Linked DNA regions of Anas platyrhynchos: region 1 is linked to region 2. A link is a contact called in public Hi-C data. All regions are on one chromosome and are shown on one strand. The core of a region is the stretch at or near the end of the contact, and the rest is flanking DNA. Distances in the headings are between cores, read along the strand shown. Region 1 holds the start of DENND2B (DENN domain containing 2B). Region 2 holds the start of RPL27A (ribosomal protein L27a).

Evidence for each region. A called contact is a pair of places that touch in the nucleus more often than the background predicts.
Region 1: a contact with region 2 is called in a Hi-C map of skeletal muscle, with 2.8 times the contacts expected there. The contact joins the promoter of DENND2B here to the promoter of RPL27A in region 2. A contact is called at or near these places in 2 of 8 Hi-C or Micro-C datasets (skeletal muscle and subcutaneous adipose tissue).

The regions. Positions count from the first base shown.
Region 1 is chr5:62,870,645-62,876,188 of IASCAAS_PekinDuck_T2T, forward strand. DENND2B (DENN domain containing 2B) reads right to left here and starts at 2,780. Exons shown (of 21, transcript XM_038180497.2): 1 at 2,300-2,780. It overlaps AKIP1 (A-kinase interacting protein 1), which reads left to right and starts at 2,995. Exons shown (of 4, transcript XM_038180502.2): 1 at 2,995-3,229; 2 at 3,437-3,550; 3 at 3,721-3,771; 4 at 4,770-5,200. The coding sequence starts at 3,059. The coding sequence ends at 4,913.
Region 2 is chr5:62,714,468-62,720,850 of IASCAAS_PekinDuck_T2T, forward strand. RPL27A (ribosomal protein L27a) reads right to left here and starts at 2,255. Exons shown (of 5, transcript XM_027461914.3): 1 at 2,160-2,255; 2 at 1,870-1,933; 3 at 1,302-1,377; 4 at 310-484. The coding sequence starts at 2,162. DENND2B (DENN domain containing 2B) reads right to left here. Exons shown (of 21, transcript XM_038180497.2): 19 at 5,521-5,760; 20 at 5,076-5,162; 21 at 3,876-4,649. The coding sequence ends at 4,615. LOC113844226 (small nucleolar RNA SNORA3/SNORA45 family) reads right to left here and starts at 2; the gene lies at 1-2. It overlaps LOC113844237 (small nucleolar RNA SNORA3/SNORA45 family), which reads right to left and starts at 946; the gene lies at 815-946.

The DNA of each region.
Region 1 (5,544 bases), core at 1,530-4,029, 160 kb after region 2:
TAAAAAAAAAAAAGTAGACTAGTATAGCAGCACAGTAGAATAGTAATTCATAACCTAAACTGACCTAATGTTAAATGAGAAATCAACAAAGTTTGGACCAAAACTTGATTTGACTCAGCTATCATTTGATACATTTTGAAGTCTGATCAGTCCAGATTTTGGTTCCATTATATGAGGTCACTCACGACACGGTGGGGCCAGCACACAGTGGTAGCTTTGACCTAAGCCACGTTCTCTTAAACCATCATACTTCTACAGACTTCTTTCACCCCAATTCTTTCAGCTCTAGGTGAGGGTGGCAGCCAGGGAGGCGTTCAGGAGAGCTGTGCCCTCCCCCAGACGCAGATCCCAAGGGGTACATGCTGCTGCCAGATCCTAGCCCTTCTCAGAAAGCACTAAATGCCTTTCAGTCCCACGTCTCTTCTGCAAACATGGGTTGGGAAGAATCAGAAAGCTAAGCACGTCCCCACGACCAGGATTTTTTATTTATTTTTTTTGCATGTGTGAGGTAAGGATTCATGCCTCCTCACTCCCACTGCTGTACACTCACAAGAAGCCCATCCTCTCTCTCTTCAGCTAAGTGGGAAAAGTACAGATCTGGGTCTCTAACTTTATTCAGCTGTGGGAAACTTGGTTTTGCTCTCCAGTTAAAAGCAGGCTCTCCAGCGCACTTAGCAGTGACCTCTCCACAAGGGGCTAGTATCATTTCTTTAAATGCCCCTACACTAAAAATAGTCCTGCTTCCTAAACATGAATGTTTAGCAGTTCCAGGCATTCTGAGATCCTGCATACCACTATTTTTTTTTTTATTTTTTTTTTTTTTTTAAACTGGCCACATTTATTTAACCAGCAATTAAAAAAAGGAGGCCCAGCCGCCCCAGTGATTCTTCCCAGAGGGTCTTAGATGTTTATGAAACACAATGAAAACAATAAAGTGGATAAAATCGTGCTATTCCATCAAGCCCTTGGCAAGGCTTCCCAACCAAGAATGAATTGCCATGGTACATTACAGTCAACAGATTACACAATGGCTTGCAGGGTCACCAATAACAAGGGGTCACGCGCTCCTTTAGATGCTGCAGTATATGTTAAAAGTCAGTTGCCTACAGGGAAACTGCAAGGGTTTCTGGCAGCCGCGGCACAAAAACGCAGGATCAGAAAGGACAGGAGGTGCTTCTCCTTCCCAGCACTGGGAGAGGCAGTGGCTGTGCCGAGCAAGCTGAGGGGAAGTTCATCACCCCGAGGAGAGCAGAAGGACGCCAAGCCAAGCAGGATTCCCCTCTTTCTGCACACGAGGTGCAGGTGGGAGTTTGCCAGTCCCGCAGTACCACCCATACCATCACCCCTACCCCAAGGAGCTTCACCACCCGCTCAGGGGAAACCAGGGCCACTGCAGAAGGAAGATGGCAGCTCCCCATCAGTCTGGTGACTCCCAGGAGTGCACAGACTGCCACTGGTCCTAAAAGCATGTGCTTGGCTACATGCTTAGGTATCTTGCTAAAGTAATCATAACTGCTTAAAGGTGTTGGTTTTGCTTGGAACAACTGGTCTTAGAGCCGGAGGAAAACAAATGCCCAAAGGCACAGATCTTCTTCTCACCTGTCAGGCCGGTAACAGGTTTCTATTTTGCCACCTGCATAACCCAGTCACAAAAATTAACGTGAAATTTTGACATTCCTGAACACGCATGATTTTCTCAGATCTGATCTTAAATGTAAGATACTCACACCTCCTTTTGCTTTGTTAACTTATCCACGCACTGTATGGGCTTTTTTCACCTACTGAACACGTATCAATCACAAATCACCAAAACACCACCCAGTCCTAAAGGCTGCTTAACCCCACTCCAACCCACCCTACTCCGCACCAGCAGAGATCAGACGGCAACAATTTCACCCCTTGTTTCCCAAAAGTTTTGGTCACTCCAGGTGGCCTGTGCTGGATTGTGCAGCGCCTGGCTGAAGTTAAAGACCACCTGAATGACGTTAAGGACACTGAGAAGGAAAACCCATCACCCCAAATCAGTGCTACAGTGAAACGAGAGGGTAACAAACGCCGGGTGCCAGCCAGGACCGTCCTTGTGGCTTTACCCACCCAGCGCCCTGCTGAAGCAGCTCCCCCGGCTCCTCGCCTGGAGCTGCCCCGGGGACCCCGCAGCCTTGCACGGGAGCCCAGGCGGCTCCTCCCGCTCCCTTCAGCCTCTCACAGCCCCGCGGCTGCCCCTTCTCCCTTCAGACCGGAGCCCTGCCCGCCGGGGGCCGTGTCCCCAGCCCCCCCCCCGGCTCCCCCCGGCTCTTACCAGGCGCGCAGCGGGGCGCTCCCTCAGCCCGGGCGGCGGCTCGGAGCGGGCTGAGGAGGAGGAGGAGGAGGAGGAGGAGGAGGGAAGGGAGCGAGATGGGGATGGAGGGGGGGAGAGAGAGAAGTATGCGCAGGCAGGAAGTGGGGACGGGCAGATTAATGGGAAGCAGGCGGCCAACAAAGAGACCCGCTCCCACCGCACAGCGGCCGAGGGGAGGAGGAGGAGGAGGAGGAGGAGGATAAAGCCGGGGAAGGAGGGAAGCAAGGAAGGAAGGAGGGAGAGAGGGAGGGAGGGAAGGAAGAGCGAGCTTCCTGCGCCCAGCCCGGCTGCTGTCCCTGCAGAACAGGGGGAAGGCACCGAAACCTCGCAGCTGGCTGGACCGGGTGGCTTGGACCGGGTGGCTTGGAGGTCTCCTCCAACCCTAATTGTCTGTGGTTGTCTGATTCTCTCTGATTCTGTCTGATTTTGCACTCCTTGAGCGAAAGGCGAGCCCGCCTTCATTGCTCTGACTGAAACAGAACCAAAACGCCGCTCAGGCAAACGCCCCCCTGCACGGCGCTGCTTGCCCGCACCCTGCGCAGCGCGCTCAGCCCCAGCCATGAAACCACTCGGACACACCACCACCTTTACCAAATTTCACCTTTATTCCCCATTTACCACGCCCCCCCCACCCCCCCACCTCAGCTGCGGGCGTGGCCGCGGCGCCCCCTAGCGGCGGCGGCGGGGCCGCGTGGCGCAGGCGCGCACTGTGACGGCGGCATGGACGGGGCGCGGACGGCGGGAATGGCGCGCGCCGTGCTGGAGCGGGCGCGGCGGCGGCGGCGGGAAGAGGAGGCGCGGGAGCAGCGGGCGCGGGAGCCCCCGGCGCGCCTCAGCGCGGCCTTCGCGTCCCTGGGCGGGCTCCTGCGGCGCGCGGCGGCCGAGTGCGAGGTGCGGGGGGGGCGCAGGGCAACGCGCGGGGGGCGGGAAGTTTGCGGAGCGCTGCGGGGACTGCAGGTGGCAGCAGAGCTGCAGGGAAGGGAGCTGCACGTTGATGCACATTTAGCGAACGCAGCTCTCGCCTGAGAGGAGACTCAAGTTGTCAGCATGGCCGTGATGCTTCTCCATGTGATGTTCTCTGTTCCCGTTGCTGTCCAGGAGTACTACAGGTGTGTGCCGGCCTGGAGCTGCAACGAGCACGAAGTCAAACACATCTGCAGATACCACAGCAGACAAGCAGGGGAAGAAGAGTTCAAGCCCTCTAAAGAAGAGGTCAGTGGGAATCTGCTTTGCTTTAAATAAAGGTTATTCCTACACAATAATTCCTATTACAATCATTTCAGTCATTTTGTGCAGGGGAAAGCGTAACAGACCCCTCTCTCAGGGGCTACATTTGCATGCTATGAGGTTATCGTTACAAAGCAGCATCTTTTTCTTTCCAGAAAAATGCGTCCACAGTAGAATCCAGCCAAGCTACAACTCGCCCTCAGCGTGTAAGTTCGCAGAATACCTTGTTTTTAAATCGAGATACAGCATTTCCCGAGCATTTTGCATCCAGCTGGTTAAAACTTACAGTCAGGTGTGGAGATCTTGTGATGGCACAGATTAATCAGCAATAATCGTAATGCACGTATAGATGGGCAAAAGAATGGACAGAGCCTTACACAATTAATTGTAACCCAGATCATGACGTCCTGGCACATAACTGGTTAAATCTGTTTAATATTTTGGACTGATACAAAACGTCAGGACATTGTGAATAATCTTAGGCTGTTGCGGTTTGCATCAGCAGCAATAATCCAGCAGTCCTCCACTCTCACCTCATTTGTGCTCCCAACACATTCCCAACGCCGAAAAAAGGCAAGCAACACATGCGTGCAGCAGTTGCTTCTCCAGTTATGCTTGGCCCTGATACAGTCTTTCTGAAGACTCCTGTTTGCCCAGGAGAAGAAACCCTGATTTTTCCAAACCAAACACCTCACCAAATCAATTTGGGGAACTTCTAAGCCACAAAAGATGAGAAACACGGAAATCTATACCACAGCACAAATTGATGAGAGTATCCTGGTGTATAGATGACTTCCATGTTTATGTTCAAAATTGTTGAGGTTGACAGCTTTCAGTTTTCTGAGGGAGAAAGTATAGCATGGTGATTATTTCACAGAATCACAGAATTGTCTAGATTGGAAGAGACCTCAAGATCATTGAGTCCAACCTCTGACCTAACACTAACAAGTCCTCCACTAAACCATATCGCTAATTTTCCATTTCCATTGATTTAATCAATAGATTAAATACCTTGACATTCACTAATTTTTGTATTAATAGGAACATTTTGCAGTTTGGTCTGTGTGCTGCCTGTGCACTTTGAAAAAAGTTAATGTTTATGTAGCAGATTAAATATTTTCACCCAAATTCAAAATTTCTATTTTTATGGGAAATTCAAGATATCTAATGACATTTGTGTATTCTCCGCTCCCCACCCCTACAGACCAGGAAAGCTTCCAGAGACATCTACATTGAAGTTTCTCCTGGCACCTATTCTATCACAGCAACCTCCGAGGACATGGTGAAACAAACCCACGTGGTGGACGTCAGTGCGGGACAAAGTATTGATTTAACTTTTGTTCTATGACGTTCGCTGGCGATCATGGGAATAAAATACTAGGGTTTTTTTAAAGCATGTAATGAACTATGCATTACTTGTTCATGTTAGCACTTTAATAGTATCCTCTTCTTGAGGACTATATTTTTATGGCCTGTATATCTGTTTTCTACTTGATGCGGCTATATACAGCATACTTTGTACACTGATTTTATAAATATTTGCGCATTGCTTGCCTTAATTCCAATTATGTGACTGTGTAATTCCAGGCTCCTCCATTTTAAACAATTAAAGATACAATCAGTGGAATAAATACATACTTTAGTCTTTGTGGTGACAGTTTATATTACGGAATCACAGAATTTCTAGGTTGGAAGAGACCTCAAGATCATCGAGTCCAACCTCTGACCTAACACTAACAGTCCCCACTAAACCATATCACTAAGCTCTACATCTAAACAGATCAGATTCCACAGTTAGAATTAGTAGCGTGATTTGTACAGATCTGTTATCTTTCTGTAGCTGATGGTTTACACTGTTTCAGTTGTAAACTAGTTTCAGTTAATCTTGGAGGAGAATATCAAGTTCTGTGGCTTAAATGCCAAATCTCAGAATTTTGCTGTCTCTATCTTCATATCCTTTACTTTCTCTTCTGCTTTAA
Region 2 (6,383 bases), core at 1,005-3,504:
GAATTAGAAGTGACTTTATATAAGTGAGAATAGCTCTATCGTGTTTTCATACCTACTTCTGGTGATATTTTGAACAAGTAATTTTTCACCACCTTTCAAAAATAAGTCATTTTTACAAGAAAAAAACATAAATTCAGTGCTAGCTTAACTACTGATATGCTAAGATAAATGAATTTGTACTGAGAAGTCTGCAAATAAGCTGCAGTGCATGAGTATCTATAGCTTACCATTTTGTTACTTGGATGTGCAAAGCTAAGTTACACTTCAAGTGAGCAGAAACTGCAGATCTGAATCTGAACAGAAACTTACTGAGCGCACAACATCGATGACTGGGGCCAGTCCAGCCTGGTTTTTTGCATAATTGAGCCTTGTCTGTTCAGTAACAAGGGTCCACAGTTTATCCAAATTGACTGTAGGACAGAACTTTTGGTTTTTCTTCAAGTGATAGTGTCTCATGCCTACTTTTCCAAAGTAGCCAGGGTGACTGTGAAAGAAAACACATTCCTTATTAGGTCACATCTCTTAATTCATCCTGAACAGGTGGGACTACAAATCAACACTGATACAACATCTTACTTACTCAAAGCAATCAAAAGTAAAATTTTATCTTACTTTCGCATTACACGTTTATTTCTTTAATACATGTGGTATCTAAGTGTAATAATCATTGCTATGCAAAGCAAGGGCCCTTTAAGCATCTGTTCTCCCTTGAACTCACAACTTAATCCTCCTCATGGTGAGTGTGGTCCAATCCTGCGTTTTCTGAGCAAAACCAACTCAGTGCAAGATTGTACTGCATGAAGAGCTTCAGAGCTCCTGTCACTAACCCGGTGACTGACTGAGTCAACAAAGGCCACAGCCAGTGAATAAAGATTAGTGGTTACTTTCCGAGTACTCTAGCACACCAGGACAACAGGCAGTGTTCAGATGTGACTCTAGTCTCGGCGGTGAAACAACCCTTGCCTCTACAGCATGCAGCTAAGTAGAACGTAGTTTTGATTTATACAACGCTTCAGATTTCCCTAACATTTTGTGGGCACATCTGTTAGTATGGACAACGGTGTAACTGGCAAGCTTGGTCAAGTTTACTGCACTGATCTCTCAAAGATGCTTGGCTTGAGAAAAAAAGGCCCCTAAGCTTAGAGAAAATGGGGACACAAGTTGATTTTAGCTATTAAGCTTTCATGTTAGAGAAAAAGATACATGGGATTGTAGGGAATTTTGATGGTTCACATAAAATTTAGTTGTTTCTGCTTCAGCAACATACACTTTGCTAGCACGTATTTAAAATGTTAGCTTACTATTTATCAAAGTTAATCCTGTGATGGTGCATACCACCAGCATTACCACGGCCTCCAGGATGTTTCCTGTGTTTGCCTAAAAAGAAGAACAAAGTTGGTTAGACTGAGAATATCACATGTAATACTTGATCTTAGGAACGCAGAGTCAACTTAAGCTAATTAATCTGACGATAGCAATCCTATCCTTCTGCATTTATATCAATTCAGCGAGCTAAGCCAACTAAAGACTAACCCTAGACGAGAAGAATTAAAAAAAAACTGCCTTTAGCACATGTAAATATGAGAAGACACCAGTGGTAGCACAAGCGAGCTGACAAGCACAGGCAGGAAGGGCCGGAGTTTAAAGCGGCACAGCATCCGCCTGCAAGCTCAAAATGTCGCCCAGCCACGTTCTCAGACGGCACCTACCGCCCAAATACTACCCGAGGTAACTCACAAACCCCGTCCGAAAGGGACGGGCAACATTTTAGAGCAGCATTTGGGGCACCCCCCGCGGTGCAGCCCCCCCCGCAGCCCTCAGGGCTGCTCGCCAGGCCCGTGCAGGCCCCGCACCCGGCCCCCCGCTTACCGATGCGGCCGTGCCCGTGGCTGACGTGTCCCCGCAGCTTCCTCGTCTTCCTCAGCCGGGAAGGCTGCGGGCAAACGGCAGAGGTGAGCGCGGCGCCACACGGCCCCCCCCCAACCCCCCCACGGCGCCACCGCTCCTCCGCGCCCCACGGCCCGCAGCGCCCGGCGAGGCCCCAGCGGCCGCTCCGAGCCGCCCTCAGCGCCCCGAGCCGGCCGCGGGGCTGGAGGAGCGCCCATCGCCGCCGCCGCCACCCCCGGTCCTGGCCCGGTCCCGGCCCGTCCCGCACCCACCATGCTGCCGCCGCGCCTCACGGAACCGAAAGGCGGCTGCGATCGCGAGAGCGGGGGAAGGCACCGCCGCCCGCGGGGAACTCTCGCGAGACTTCGCTGAGGCTCCTCCTTCCCGCCTCTTCCTGAGGGGATGTGGGGGAGGCTCGGGGGGGGGCGCTAAGCGCAGTGCCCCGAAACGCCAAAGTGACGGTTCCTGGGCGACTGGGAGCCATTGTTCCCCGCGTGGTTGTTTATTTCAATAAATCCTGCACCAAAAGATGTTAGGCAACTTGTCGCTCAACAGCTCCCTGCGGAGGTTTTTACAGTGCAGATGGAGGAAAACAGCCTCTGTGTGGGAGATGTGTTCTCCACACCGCATTCTCTGAACGCGTGCATCCTGTGTCTCGCTCTCATTCCTAACAACTCTTTTCATGTCAACACTACCATCAGCCAACGATGGCGTTTTATCAATCATTTTCTCAAAAGGAACATGTATTTACACATGTATTTACTGTTGTTTATGAAACAGCCAGCATCCACCTGTACAAGTGAAGGCTATTGCTTCTGCTTTGAAGAACTACATCTGGGAGTCATTCCGTAACTTATAACATATTACAGCATAAAACCTGTAGAAATTAACATTTGTGATTACACAAATGCTAGATGTTTAATGTAAATTGTGATTACATTTCAATTGATCAGAAGCGCTTGATATTCTATATTCTACAGATGCTTCTTTTCATGTACACTTAAGCTTTGGTATATACTCGAGTGTGAGGGAGGTAAGGTAAAAAGGAAATGACTTCACCTTTTTAGTGAAAAAACCCTCAATTTTGTTCTATGAGGCTGATAGCAAACCAGAACCACTGCCAGGTTAGGAATTGCGCAAGCCTCAATGCCAGTTCAACTACACGAAGAAGTCACGCTGCAAAGAAGAAAAATACAGTGCTCTTTTTTCTTTAAAAAAGAAAGCTCTAGGTCATTTTCATTAGTCATCAGACTTGAAAGAATATTCATGTATTTTCTATTTTCTTCTTCGGGCTAAGGAAAAGCTAATAGAATCTCTTAGCAGCATTTACGTTACCAGATTAAAGATGAATGTGGTACTTGGGTAGCGCTTGCTGCTGTGCAGAGGGCCATGGCAAGCTAATCATTCCTGCCCTGCTGAAGAGCATTCACCACCATGCAAGCACCACCTGAACCAGACCGCAGTTAATGCAAAAGAAAAGCAGATTGTCATAGACTGCAGCTGATTAGCTCATCAGAAATTTAAGCAAAATATTTGCCTGCGACAAGCTCTTCCTATTCTACTTGGATCATTTAACCAAATTAAATGTAAAAACGTATGTAGCATAAAAACAATGTGAAAATATCACAGTTCAGGATCAATTATCTATGATACAAAATTTGCTGCTAACCCGTGTGAAGAAGAAAAAAGGAAAAATGTTTTAAGAGATGCTTCTGTTAGGATAAAATTAACAAAATGGTGGTATAAAATGCCATGTCTCAGCTCTAATAAAAAGTGTTAAGTAGAAGGAAAACCAAGTTGTATCATGAAATAGTAAACCTACTGAAAGGCAGTTTCATAATAACCTTGTTTCTTTGTTGTTTTGTTTTTTGTTTTTGTTTTTGTTTTTGTATTTTAATTGCAAATTCACGTTCACAAGTTTCTTTGGTTTTTGTACCCACTCAAAATCAGAAGTCTGCAGAGGTTTGCAAAGAATATAAACAAACAGGTGTATTTACATAGTTTATTAGGAACCATACATACATACATTAGGAAAGGATGAACTGTACCTATTCGTTGCAGCTTGCATGTCAAAGAACGGAGATCTCCTCACGGTTAGCAGTCTTAGTGCAGAATGGATTACAAGTAGTTTACTGACCAGAGTTCAAACGGAGTGGAAGTTTTGTATTGTGAACCAAGTACCTCATTATCAAGTCACTTTGTTATTTCTTTCTTTTAAAATTAATTAGAAGAAAAATCAGGAAAAAAAATACCAACTCTGCCACATGAAAACAGCCCCCGCGCATACAACCTCTCCCACGTACCCCAGAGCTCATTCATTACCGCAGTACTCAGGCATCAGTGTAGTTCTCACAAACATTCCCTGAAGTCAGTGGTTCTGCTGAGACAGTCAGCTGCACATAATCAGCTATTCATTTTTGCACCAAGCATAACTCATTTCATACTAAAGAAAAAAAAGCACCTGTTATTCTCAGGAATATACAAATATTTACCACAGTTTTTCTTGCTCATTACAAAATCAGTTACAAAAGCTTACAGCACATTATTTACAAATTCCATCCAAATACATAAAGGAGTCATCGTCTGACACACTGTAACAGTATCGGTAGTCACTCAAAGCTGAGGTCAGCTTTTTTCATTCTCCTCCCACATCAAAATTTGGAGTTGCAGGGGACTCGAGGACAGTGTCATAAATAGTCTTTGGGATGATGTTTCAGCAGAAAGGGTTTAATTCTTCTTGTGAAGGAACTTCATTTTATTTCCTAAAGAAAACACACCATCAGGCACTAGAATAAACTGAAAAAGCCAAGTGCAATCAAAAATCCCATAACAAATGGGTCTGATTTATACTGTAGTTGCTATAGTGACTCTTTTACTTTATACCGGCAGAGACAGCCAACTGGCAGTCTTCGGCAGCCAACCTTCTTATTTTTTCTTCCTCCTCAATTATGCAATTATGTTTTCTATGCTTTTTCTCCCCAAATGAAGACGTTCACAGAGATCATAATTAAATCTGCTTTTTGTCAGGTTTAAGTACGTTTTCACTTTTTCCTTTTGATACTTCCTATCACCAAAACCACCAGTTGATCATCTCATTTCACCCCAGGCAAGGCTCTTTTGGATTTAAACAACCACCACCACCAGACATGCAAACCCCTTTCAGAAACACCGGTAAAGATTGTCCTCACCGAGGCCTCGCAGAAACTTGTTTACTCCGCTTTGCTCGGTGTCTGGCAGCTCTTCCAAATACTGCTCAACCCTCTGCTCGAAGAGACCTGTGGGACAGGGGGGAAGATGGGGCTGGGCAGAGCGTGGGGCAGCACAACCCGCATCCCCCCGCATCCTCCCGCATCCCCCTGCTGCTCGTCGCCCGCGCAGCTCCATGGCAGCAGCACTGCTGTGGCTCGAGCAGGTTTGCCTCTGAGTGATTTAAGGTGCTCAGCCGTGGATTCTCCTGGTTAAAGCCTTTGCGCGGTCGCTACTATTTAGCCCCGTGAGAGGCAGGTAACACACTTCTGGAGGCTTCTCAGCTACCCAGAATTTGCTAGGCTCCGACAGCAAATGCAGATGCAAACTGTTGGATCAGCGTGAAACGTGCACGATCTGTATCGCAGCAAAGGACATTGCCCTTACCTTTTGCCCTGCATTTTCTCAGCTCTCTGTCCTGGATGAAACCAGCAAACATTTGGGATTCCATGAACACTTCCAAGAAGCGCCGGATACTCTTAGAGGCCACAGATTTACGGAAAGCCTCCCTTTGGAAGACACGCTCTCCTTTTTCATTCTGGGTTAGGAACAGGGAATAATGGCCAATGGTCTCCACAAAGAATCGGATAAAAACCTCAGACACTAATCCATTCAGGGTGTTACATTCTGCAAAACAAGGCAGCAGTAAGACACCAAAATCAGCTGCTCCCAGATCTGTCAGGTTTTTTTGTCACCCCCCCCCCGAGCCAGGTACTGTCATCTAGCAGTTTACTGATGCTAATAACTGAAAGGAGTTGTACCAAATCCTTTGCGGCCATGGATATGTGTCAGATAGGGAAAAATGTAACAGCTTTATAATCAAGACTGCCAGCCTACAAAACTGGCGTTGTGTAACCAAAAATCAAGAAGAAATACAAATCCTCATGAGACAGTTCAGGAAATTAAAAATTAAGTGGGTGCCTCATCAAAATTATACCTCTTACTTTAAATCTGAATAAGTGTTTTCTTAACAAACTTCTGTATGACTGCGAATTAAAATGTTTGCTCTGGGGATAATGAACCTATACCCAATCAGATCAAAAAGGGTGTGTTATAGAATTTAGGTTTTCATCACATCTGAGATGTTAAAATAATTTTACATACATAAAGCAAAGATGAGTAGAAATACATTTCAAAAACTGAATAGAGGCCCATTGCATACCATTTAACCACAGTCAGTTAAATTCGCCCTGGGCTCTTTTTACAATTGTTGGTGGGAAATATGAACCTTCCAAGGCAATTCAGCCGCC